Regions from separate parts of the Zea mays genome. Here region 2 is linked to region 1. Evidence: chromatin contacts called from public Hi-C data. All regions are on one chromosome and are shown on one strand. Each heading gives the region's core, a stretch centred on a gene start, on an enhancer-like site or on the middle of the called end of the contact. The rest is flanking DNA. Distances are from core to core; before and after follow the strand shown. Region 1 holds the start of LOC103641646 (aldehyde dehydrogenase family 7 member A1). Region 2 holds the start of LOC103641649 (protein GrpE).

Region 1 (6,066 bases), core at 2,454-4,953:
GCGGTATACTGCAGTGACATGCGACTATGCGAGGAATAGACCATATCTTTTCTTTTCTTTTCTTTTCTTTGATGTATATATATAATAGAGAGAGAGAGGCACTGACTTGCCATAATGAGCCCATAAAAGGTTTGAGGTACTGTGGCCGTGGCAATCGTAGCAAGGCGTCAAATCAACGTTTGTTTGTCAGATTAACAGGAGACTGACTGTGTCTTATCCCAACATATGTGTATCTCGTAGCAAGGCGTCAAATCAACGTTTGTTTGTCAGATTAACAGGAGACTGACTGTGTTATCCCAACATATGTGTATCTAATCCATATCTTTGTCTCCTCTTTATATCTATAAATCTAACATCTCTCTTCTCTTCTCTATTGCTTTTGTATCTATTCTATTGCACGTGTGTTTAGTTGGATGTAGATAAAGGGATGAAATAGGGCGGGCACAATTTAATAGTATTTGGATGAGAGTCATGTAGTGGTGAGGTAAACCCCGGAGTAGTTTCTGGTGGCGGCGTGATCCCAAAAAATCGAGAAAACAGTGCCACCCTCGACTCATCCCACTTTGGCCTCAAACCAAACACATCAGTAATCTATTACATCCACGACACACAACTTTAAAAGAAAGCATTGTTTCCTCACTTAGCAGCGTTCTTGTTCAAAGACAAAATAACTATGATTATAATGGTGTTGATGTAATAGGTGGTCAATTAGGTCTTTTTTATCACGAGACCCAGTATAGACGCAGTCCGCTCCGTAAAAGCATTCCATATCATAGAAAACCCAATCAATTAAGTGCATGTTTGGAAGCACCCAATTAATTTTTAAGAATCTAGTTTTATAAAAATTAAGGTGGTTTTATGCCCTATTTTATAGGAACTAGATGGATTATCATTTTCTTAAAAAACAAGAAGCTAGCCTTCCCTATCTAAAACCAGTTTATGAAGATGGTTCTAAAAACCAATAGTTAGCTTTTTTTTTCATAAAACAATTTCTTGCACCCAGAAAGTTTATTCTTAAAAAATAGGTTGCTTCCAAATAGGGCCTAAGCTACACTCAGTTTATTTTAACCAACTAAGCTACACCTTACACTACCGGAATCAATCGCTTTGCCGAGTGCCTGAAGCACTCGGCGAAGTCTTAAAAACACTCGGCAAAGGCTTTGCCGAGTGTGACACTCGACAAAGAACACTACACGATGGTTGATCTTTAGCGACCCTTATTAGGTACCAACTGTTGGTTGCTAAAGGTTAGGGACCGACGGTCAGTCGCTAAATCTTTTTGTAGCAACGGTCGGTTGGTCGCTACAAGTCTAAAAATTTAACAACTTATGGTTGGTCGCTATAGATATCGTCGGGACTAGCGGTGGGTCGCTATAGAATTAATGGGCCTTCTTGGGCCGTCCTCAAACCCTACACGTCCTCAGCCCTGCGAGAAATTTGCTATTATGGAGATTCTCACGTGCGGCTTCGACGTTTTGGAGGCGTAGGCAGGGGATTAGCTGATATGGAAAAGCAGAGAATAGGCCACTCGCTAAAACGAACAAGAACACTCCATTACTTGGTAACCTCTTTGATTAAAATCATGGACACTGACGTCGTCTACATCCGTTACCTCTCTCCTGGCAGCCGTCGTTCTTTTCTCTTCTCTTCCTGCGCAAATTTATCTGGAATGCAGCAGCCGTCTTCCTCATCCTTTCAACAGCACCGCACGCGCATTCATCAGCGGGTCGCGGCAGGCCATGGGCACGCCGCCGGCCATGCCCTCGACGACGGACCCCAGCCGGAGTGCGTGACGAACGCGCCCACGGCCGGGTGCCGCAGCACGGCGGCCTGCGGCGCCCACGGCACGATGAGCCTGGAGTCGGCGGCGGCCTTGGCTCGGTGCGGCGGCAGCATCTGGAGCCTTGTCCTTGATCTGGAGCCTTGTCCCTGCTTCTTCTTCCCTGCTTGTCCTTAATTCGGCGGCAGCATCTGGAGCATCTGGAGCACGCGAGGACCCTTGGCCCCAAGGGGTCTGACTGCCACAAGGCCGCTGTGATCGGTGACACTATCGGTGACCCCCTGAAGGACACCTCCGGCCCGTCCCTTAACATCCTCATCAAGCTCATGGCCGTGGAGTCCCTCGTGTTTGCCCCCTTCTTTGCCACCCAGGGTGGCCTGCTCTTCAAGTACCTGTAAAAAGGGGCAACACCAAGCACACAGCAGAAGTATACGATCTCCCGACCGACCGTGGACAATATCGAATAACTCCTGCCAAATCGCCAGTTCTTTTTGTGTACTGTGCGCTAGTCGCCGCCTAGCTGCACTGCTGTATTTTTGTTTCAGGATTGCTGCTGCTGTTCGCACATTCAATCTTTGGGCCTCCCGGAGCCGGAGGCGCGTTTTACTGTTAGCCTTACTCTTACTCCCTGTAGCTCCACGTAGAAGAGAACCGATGTCCTGCGTCTGGCAATTTTTCTTAGTCCCTCGATGATGGCGATGATGCTGAAACCTTTTTTTTGAACATGATGGCGATGATACATGATGATTGTTGCATTGTACTGGTGGTAAATCACAGTCCGTATTGGCCTGTTCTGCTGGTGCCCATTTCCAATCATCCAATGTCGTGCTCTGCGTTATACGATTGCTGTTTGTACTGTCATAGCTGTTGCCGACAAGTTCATAAAAGAACCTTAAACTTGAAGCCAGATCGAGTTCTCTTATTTTCTCGGTGCTTCACAATATTCTGGCATTTCTTTGGTTCTAGGCAAAGTTGTTCTTAGATGCTTTCCGTTTTTTTTCCTGCTCTTTTTGAGAAGTTGATGCTTTCCTTGAGCTCAGCAAATTTGGTTAGTACCGTTCTTACGTCGATTTCAGTGGTGTTTCCAACCATGAACAGAGACAAACGGGAACGAGTTTTTTCCCCTTCCCATCGCTGATCATCATGAATTTCTTCGACCTTTTACAATTCCAGGAGTAAAAAGAAAACAAACTCACCCCCATTGCATTGCATCCCTTCTCTTTCGACAGATGCCTTGCACCTCACTTCACCTCATCTCACCAGATGGAAAGCTTAGCTGTCCATCATCACCAATCACGGCAAACCCATTATGAATCTACCCATCTAAACCGCTACTCTACCCTACACGCCGGGGCACTGAAATGCGGAACGCGAGCGAACACGATGGAGTAGGGCGTGACGGCGATGGGCCGCGCCGCGTCCACCTCGACCGCCTCCAGGGCGGGGATGTTCCCCGCCGCGTCGGTGGCCAACGCCCTGCCGTTCAGCAGCACGACCTGGCTCGTCAGGTCGCCATCCTTGGGGGTGAGGTGGTACTCGTGTCTCACGACGCCCGCCGCCGCCTCGCCGAGCAGCAGGCCGACGAGGAAGACGAAGAGGACGAGGTCGAGGTCGTGGAGAACGCGACGGGTATGGCTGCCGCGCGAAGTCTTGGTCGGAGGCAGCGGCGCCCGGCTGCCGCGCGAAGGAGAACACGACAGAGATGAAGTAGAAAGCGACGGAGATGGAGAACGCGACGGGGATGGAGGAGAACTGACGACGACGGCGCTAAGACGGAACCCGGTTTCAACGAGACTAATACTGCTCTGAATCTGTTAATAGAGTTGGCATGTCTATTTTAGAGTGTTGACTATGCTCAGCTTTTCTATAATGGAGAAACCCTCGTCTGAGCCTCTATTTCGTTGAAGCCGCATCCGTCGCGTTTCATAATGTCAAATCTCTCCTGCCCTGCCAGCCGCCTAGCCGTCCTCAGTCGGCAGCCGCTACAATGTCACCCAGACTTCAGACTCCGGCCAGAGTCCAGAGCCGCCAGGACGCTAGGTACGCCGCCGGGCGCCGGCCCCCTCCTCCCTCCCTCCTCCCTCTTCTCGCCGGAGGAAATGGAGCAGCTGGTGGGAGTTCACCATCACCACCACTCGCTCTCCCCTCGGGCTCCTCGCACCCGACCCGCCCACAGCCGCACCCGCTCCTCCACCATCTCCCGTCCAACAGGTTCCGGGATCAGCTTTTGTGGCAGGCGTCCGGATGGGTTTACTGTTCTTGCTCAAATCCGTGTGGATTTTGCACGGCCCCTCCCGAAAATGCCACAGGCCAGCCGGTTCTGAAACCGTACCGCACGACGCCGTCGCCACGCTCCTCCTGGGGATGCATTTGCTGCGCGTCCTGAACCTACCGTGACGAGGGCATTCTCAGAGCCTTGCAATTTTGCAAGGTTGCTGCCTGTCCGTTCAGTTCTTCTGTAGTAGTAGTAGTTCTGTATCTTTGTGTGTGTGCATCCCGAGTTTTCTCTGCTGTCGTATTACCTTTCAGTTTTCCTAGTAAATTATTAGGCTTGCTTGTCCTGTTCCCACTCTTCTTCTGCTCGCGCTCAAGCATGGAACCAGAACTCTGGGAGCAATGGGTATTTCCTTTTTTTTCAAATTGCTGGTTGCATTTGGTAGTAGGGTACAACAACGTACACGTGGGTTTCTCTGGATAGAAGCACTGGGATCCAAGTCCTTGAGATTTGGTTCAAAATTTGAACTATCAACACACATAGGAGTGCGAAATATTCCCAGAGCATCCTCCTTGTCAAATCGGGCCCTTTAAGTGTCTGCCAAAATTCCGAACTCAAAGTTTTGCATGCATTGTGGGCTCCTGCAACTATGCTTTTGTTTTAATCTACATGTCTCATGTCCAACTGAGAAATATTCGTCTACCAGCTGTTGGCAGCATTTGCTATTATCCTTTTACAAGCACAAGAAATCAGGTTCATATATTTTGTGGCTAGCGGTTTTAGGTACCCTGCATGAGCGCCTTATTGTGCATACTAAATGCATTTAAGCGTGGTGGGTGCAGTTGATCACATGTTATATCGACATAAATTCTAGTTAATTAGAGTTGACTGCTTGAGCCAATAGTTTATTACTTCAGGTAGCATATAGTTCAATATTATGTTTTTTTTGTATTTTGTATCTGTTCTAATTTCTACAATTGAGAACTACTGTGTCTAATATCCATGAGGTTTGTGTTTCCTACAGACCTTGAAGGAAGCAATTGAAATCAATAACTCTGTTCCTCAAGGATTGAGCAGTTCTATATTTACAAAGAGGCCAGATATTATTTTTAAGTGGCTCGGGTAAGTAGCTCAATGATACCGAGAATTTAATTGGTATTGAACAAAGGATGTCTCTGTATTTGTGGAAAGCAAATGCGAGCTGTATTGCTCATCCCTCTTTTGCATTAGATGCCTGTGTGGACAGTGTGGTGGACTGGTGGTACTGCATCGGTAGCATTCTAGTTTTTGCTTAATTGAATGGTAGTTATTTTGGTTTACAAGGTATAGCTTAAGAAAGTCTGGTTCACTGTTTTTCATTTTGGTTGGTATATTCACACAGCACACTATTCAGCTAGTCCCTTCTCTAGGACAAAAAATCATGTCTTTTTTGCGTGCCAATATCATATATTCAATCTGATAATATCCAGTAAAGCAGTAAGCTCAGCTGGAGTTTCCATACATGTCATAAACATTTAACCATACTCGGCCACAAAATAAACCCTATTTAACATATTTTGAAATTTGAATATTTATTGCAAAATGTTCTCATCTTTTGTGGGGTCCTTTCGGTTATATTTTTTGATTGCCAATAAGCCTCACTGTTTGTTCTCTTATTATGCAGGCCCCATGGTAGTGATTGTGGTATAGTGAATGTGAACATACCTACTAATGGTGCTGAAATTGGTGGAGCATTTGGTGGAGAAAAAGCAGCTGGTGGTGGACGAGAAGCAGGGAGTGATTCCTGGAAGCAGTACATGAGGAGGGCGACTTGGTAAGAGTATACACATTTTTGTTGTGAGTGCATTTGAAATGGTACTATATATAATCATTATTAGAGCAGTGCATAGTAAGGGTAGCAGGGCCGGGCCTAAGCACGTGCAACATGTGTTATTTTGGAATGGATTTCTAAGTAGTCTACTAATGATTTGGGTTTTAATTTTGTCAGGAGGGAGGTCCTAGAGGTAGTAAGTCACTTGTTTACTCCATGATGACAATAGCAAGCAGATCGCGGTGGTGCCTATGGATGCTA
Region 2 (5,648 bases), core at 634-3,133, 130 kb after region 1:
GACAACATCCACCCGTATATTTGATGTAAACTTGGCACCGTCCTTTTCAGCCTGTTTCCGGAAATTCTCCAGATTGGCATTTAAGCGAATAAATTTTTCCTTCCCAGAATTTATTTCAGTTGTAATACTTTCAAGTTGATAAGCTACTCTACTGTTCTCTTTTTCCACAGCAGCGATTGCCTTCTCAACTACACCAAGAACCTCATTGTTTCCTTCCAGAAAAGCTGTCATGTATAGTTGAATTAGGTCATTCATGGGACGAAAATCTTCCCCGTTGAGTCGTTGACAACCTGCAGCGACATAGTCATTCTGGTGAAACTTGATGAAACACATTTCGTCAAAATGAAAAGCATGACATGAAGATCCAACAGAGAACCTGGGCATTTTCAAATGGTTTGTTTCTCTTCCCATTTCATTGCTATCATTTATATAAATGTTTTATTACTTATTCACCTCATTGCTGACGAGGTGCAATAGCAGTTCAAAATGCAACTTTACAACTGCGCCATAAAACTTGTTGCTCCTATTTTCACACAATATTCCTCAAACTATCCGATTTAGCTCAGAGAAAAGAACAGGGCGTTTCCAATGTCCTCCACACTACAGTAAACTAACAAACATCCGACGGCCACCTTATCTCCGACGGCCAGACACCCATGTGATTCATAGTAATAGCAAAGCAGTCTAATTTTAGTCCATCTTCTGTATTTGGTAAACCCAGTGGCAGAGCACACCCCAGAAACAAGGTATGGCCGGGGGAGGAAGATGGACGTTGTCACGCTGAGATGCTGCATGTTGGAGTTGGAGAGGGAGGAGCGGAGAGAGTTGCCGCTGTGCCGCATGAGCGCAAAGGGGCGACCACACCGAGAAGGGCCAACAACCGCAGTGGCGCACGCCATACAGGAGCAGGAGATTGGAGAAGGTGGAGCTCAGTGTCAGAGCTGGCGAGCCGCGAGCACAGGCTGCGGATGGAGCTGGAGAGGAGAGCTATAATGGTGGTGAGCACAGGCTGCGGATGGAGCTGGAGAGGAGAGCTAGAATGGTGGTGGCAGGCGTCGAAGAAACAAGAGTGCGGTGCGGCGTGCGGGTGAAGGGAAGGTATGGCGTGAGCCATATCAGGCACTCCACCGCTGGGTAAACCCCAACTAGTGTAGATTAACTACATGTTCTTGTAGTCCAGGCCACATTCAGAGCATACTAAAGATGGGTATTTATCGCAAAATTAGCCATGGCACCTTAACGCACCAAGTTCAGGTCTGCATCAGTCATTCTTTGTAACACTCCAACGGCAGCTAGTCATGGAACAAACTGTTGAAGAATAAGACGCACCTAAGACTATCTCCATATCATACTCCCTATCTCACCGTTTATTTCAAACTCTACTCTATGTAAAACAGTTCTCTGCTGGAGATGGCCAGCACATATACATACGAGAATCTACAGAGAGATCTTCACATTTCTCAAAGAACAGTGCTTCCGTACTGTCTCTGCTCCTCAAGCTTGCAAGTGTCCAATGGGCGAAATTCTCCGCGAGCTAATCGCTCGCTCGATGTCTCTCACCCAACCCACGTTGTCGATTACCACTAAACGCAAAAGTAGGTCTGAAATACCTCACCTTCGGGTCAACGCTAGAGCCGGCGGCGACGCGTAGTGGCCGCAGCTCGGCATTGGGGCGCCGGAGGGAGACTGGGAGAGAAAAGCAGGACTCGGCCTGCTGGGACGCCAGCAAGCAGGCAGCACGGCAGCCCGAGCTAATTCCTGGGGTCGTGTCACGAGTCACGACCCTTGGCCAGCGATGGAATCAACGCAAGCACAAGCAGAGAAGAACAGAGGCAAGTGTTTCGACGGTTGAAACTGATTAGATTCCTTTTCTCATTTTGCATGTCTGCCACAAGACGCACGAGTATAATATATATAGGCACACCATCAACTCCCCTGACCTATTAATTACGATCCAAGATGGCACTTATACGGCCTAAGCAGCCCACAATTCCATTACAGACTCGATTACCATCTCCATAATAGCGAAATAGAAATTGCCTGACTGACCTCATTCGACCATCCTCTCGCACCACTCCCATTTCCCACAGATCTACTTTAGGCTGCATCTTCAGTCATGACATCTCCCCGGACCTTAGATAACGCTTGTCCCCAAGCGTTTGCCTCCGGAAACCTTGCCTTGGCCACTGAATAATCCTCCCATATTGCAGCTTCCTTAGGCACCCTAGTCTATTTCACCAACACTTGAACAATATCTCGATTGCCCTTTCTCACCATCCTTCGATCCAGGATCTGCTCTGGCTCTATACCCCCTTGAAACAAATCCACCACAGTAGGTAGCTCTGAGAAAATTGGAGAATAACAGGGCAAAAATGGCTTCAGTTGTGACACATGAAAGACCGGATGTACTTGTGCATCCCCAGGTAATTCCAGCTTGTATGCCACCACCCCAATCCTCGATATCACCTTGAAAGGACCAAAGTACTTAAATGCCAATTTAGGGCAGGGTCGGTTCACCACAGTCTTTTGTGCATAAGGTTGTAATTTCAGCAAAACCAGATCACCCACTTGAAACTCCCTGGGAGTTCTGCCCTTGTCAGCATACTGCTTCATGCGAAGCTGAGCTCGTGCTAACTGCTCCTTTAACATGACTGAAAAGGCATTCCTTTCAGCAATCCAGTCAGCTATCTCCCTATCTTCAATTCCCAACAGTTTTGGTGTAATCAGCAATGGTGCTTCATACCCATACAACACCGAAGGGTGTACACTCCAGCACCGAATGATAAGTAGTATTATACCAGTACTCAGCTAAAGCGATCCAGCTCTTCCACTTGTTAGGTTGGTCATGCACAACACACCTGAGATACATTTCCAAGCACTGATTCACACACTCACTCTGACCATCAGTTTGAGGGTGATATGCAGTGGACATTAACAACTTCACTCCCATAAGTTGGAATAGATTTTTCCAAAAGGCACCGGTGAAAACCTTGTCTTTGTCAGACACTATAGACCTTGGGACCCCATGCAACTTCACCACATTCTCGAGAAATACTTGGGCAACACCTTTAGCAGTAAAAGGGTGCTTTAGAGGAAGAAAATGACTGTATTTCGAGAATCTATCCACCACTACCAGAATGGTATCAAACCCTTCAGACTTTGGTAATCCTTCTATGAAATCCATAGTCACCTCTTCCCAAATACCTTGTGGAACTGGTAAAGGCTGTAGCAGCCCTGCTGGGTGCACCCTCTCAGCCTTAGCCTTTTGGCAGACTGCACATTGCTGCACATACTGTGTCACATCATTCTTCAAACCCTTCCACCAGAACACCTTCTTTACCCTCTGATATGTGGCTTGAATTCTAGAGTGCCCCCCAACTGCACTATCATGCAGTGCTGCAATTAGTTTAGTACGCAAGGCTGAATTGCATCCGATCCAGATTCAGTTTGCTTTTCTTATAATACCTTGCTGCAAAGAAAACCCCTGCTCGTCCGGGCTCTGAATTAACAGTTGAGTGATCAATTGTTGTGCCTCCTCATCTGTGGCATAGGAGTTCACTACTTCTTGAATCCATATAGGTTGAATTTCAGAGAGAACAGACAACCCCATCATATGCTCCCTCCTTGATAATGCATCCGCTACTACATTCTCTATTCCCTTTTTATACACCACCTGAAATTGCAAGCCCATAAGCTTGGTGAAAGGAAAATAGGCTTACACCTTTTCCTATATGAATTTTGGTGGTTGAATTGCCCAACACAAATAATTGAACTAGCTAGTTTGCTCTAGATTATGAGTTCTACAGGTGCCAAAGGTTCAACACAAACCAATAAAAAGTCCAAGAAAGGGTTCAAATAAAAAGAGCAAAAGACAACCCAAAGGCAGCCCTGGTCTGGCGCACCGGACTGTCCGGTGTGCCACCGGACAGTGTCCGGTGCACCAGGGAATCCAACTCCAAACTTGCCACCTTCGGGAATTTGGGAGGCCACTCCGCTATAATTCACCGGACTGTCCGGTGCGCCAAGCGGAGCAACGGTCGTCCACGCCAACGGTCGTCTGCAACGCTACAGTGCGCGACTGCGCGCGCAGAAGTCAGAGCAGGCGCAGAAGGCGCACCGGACAGTCACTATTCACTGTCCGGTGGCCCAGTTGTTAGAAGCTCCAACGGTCGGAACCCAACGGCCTGGTGACGTGGCTGGCGCACCGGACTGTCCGGTGTGCCATACGACAGCAGCCTCCACCAACGGTTCTTTTGGTGGTTGGGGCTATAAATACCCCCAACCACCACACTTCAATGCATCCAAGTTTTCAGCCATCAAACCTCATACAAGAGCTCCAGACTTCATTCAAAGACACAAACAAGAGATCAAATCCTCTCCCAAGTCCAAAGATCACTCCAATCAAATAGTGACTAGAGAGAGAGAGACATTTGTGTTCATTTGAGCTCTTGCGCTTGGATTGCTTTTCTTCTTCCTTCTTTCTTGTTTCCAACTCAATTGTAATCAAGGCAAGAGAGACCAATTGTGTGGTGGTCCTTGTGGGGACTTAGTGTCCCGATTGATTGAGAAGAGAAGCTCACTCGGTCTAGGTGACCGTTTTGAGAGAGGAAAAGGGTTGAAAGAGACCCGGTCTTTGTGACCACCTCAACGGGGAGTAGGTTTGCAAGAACCGAACCTCGGTAAAACAAATCACCGTGTCATCCGCCTTATTTGCTTGTGATTTGTTTTCGCCCTCTCTTTCGGACTCGTCTATATTTCTAACGCTAACCCCGGCTTGTAGTTGTGCTTAACCTTTATAAATTTTGGATTTGCCTATTCACCCCCCAAGATAAGTCAGAGATTTGTGATATGTTTTAATCACAAAGGCACCCCTCTGCAAATATTGTCTCCACCTGTCCACTGCTAGGATCAGAGCCAAAAACTCCTTCTCATAAATTGAAAGATGTTTGTTCTTCTCACCTAATGCCTTGCTGATGAAGGCTATTGGTCTGCCTTGTTGCATTAGAACAGCCCCCAATCCTATATCTGATGCATCAGTTTCTACTATGAAAGGCAAGTCAAACCTTGGTAAAGCCAGAACTGGAGTAGAGGCCATAACCTGTTTCAAGTTTTCAAAAGCTACCTGAGCTTCTTCAGACCATGCAAACCCTTGTTGTTTTTGTAACAGCCTTGTGAGAGGTTTAGCCAACAACCCATAGTTCTTCACAAATCTTCTGTAGTAACCTGTGAGGCCAAGAAATCCCCTAAGCTCAGTGACATTCCTGAGCTGGGGCCAGTTCAACATTACTTCAGTTTTACTAGGGTCAGTAGATACCCCTTCTCTTGAAATCACATGCCCCAGATACTTCAGTTCAGATTTCATAAATGAACATTTCTTCCTTTTCAGATAAAACTGATGTTCTCTCAACTTATCCAAAACCAGCCTGATATGTTGCAAATGAGCATCCATACTGGAACTGTAAATAAGTATGTCATCTAGGAAAACCATCACAAATTTTCTGAGGAAACTCTGCAATACCAATTCATGGCACACTGAAAACTAGCTGGAGCATTGGTGAGCCCAAATGGCATCACCCTGAACTGATAATGACCATGGTGTGTCTTAAAGGCAGTTTTGAACTCATCCTCAGCCCCCGTTCGAAAATGGT

What was found. A called contact is a pair of places that touch in the nucleus more often than the background predicts.
Region 2: a contact with region 1 is called in a Hi-C map of ear, with 2.5 times the contacts expected there. The contact joins the promoter of LOC103641649 here to the promoter of LOC103641646 in region 1. A contact is called at or near these places in 3 of 25 Hi-C or Micro-C datasets (ear and leaf).

Annotation. Positions count from the first base shown.
Region 1 is chr10:119,471,797-119,477,862 of Zm-B73-REFERENCE-NAM-5.0, forward strand. LOC103641646 (aldehyde dehydrogenase family 7 member A1) reads left to right here and starts at 3,704. Exons shown (of 4, transcript XR_560424.4): 1 at 3,704-3,820; 2 at 5,020-5,117; 3 at 5,659-5,808; 4 at 5,983-6,066. LOC103641645 (putative magnesium transporter MRS2-D) reads left to right here. Exons shown (of 6, transcript XM_023301251.1): 6 at 1-302. The coding sequence ends at 17.
Region 2 is chr10:119,603,614-119,609,261 of Zm-B73-REFERENCE-NAM-5.0, forward strand. LOC103641649 (protein GrpE) reads right to left here and starts at 1,884. Exons shown (of 3, transcript XM_008664980.3): 1 at 1,616-1,884; 2 at 1-290. The coding sequence starts at 255.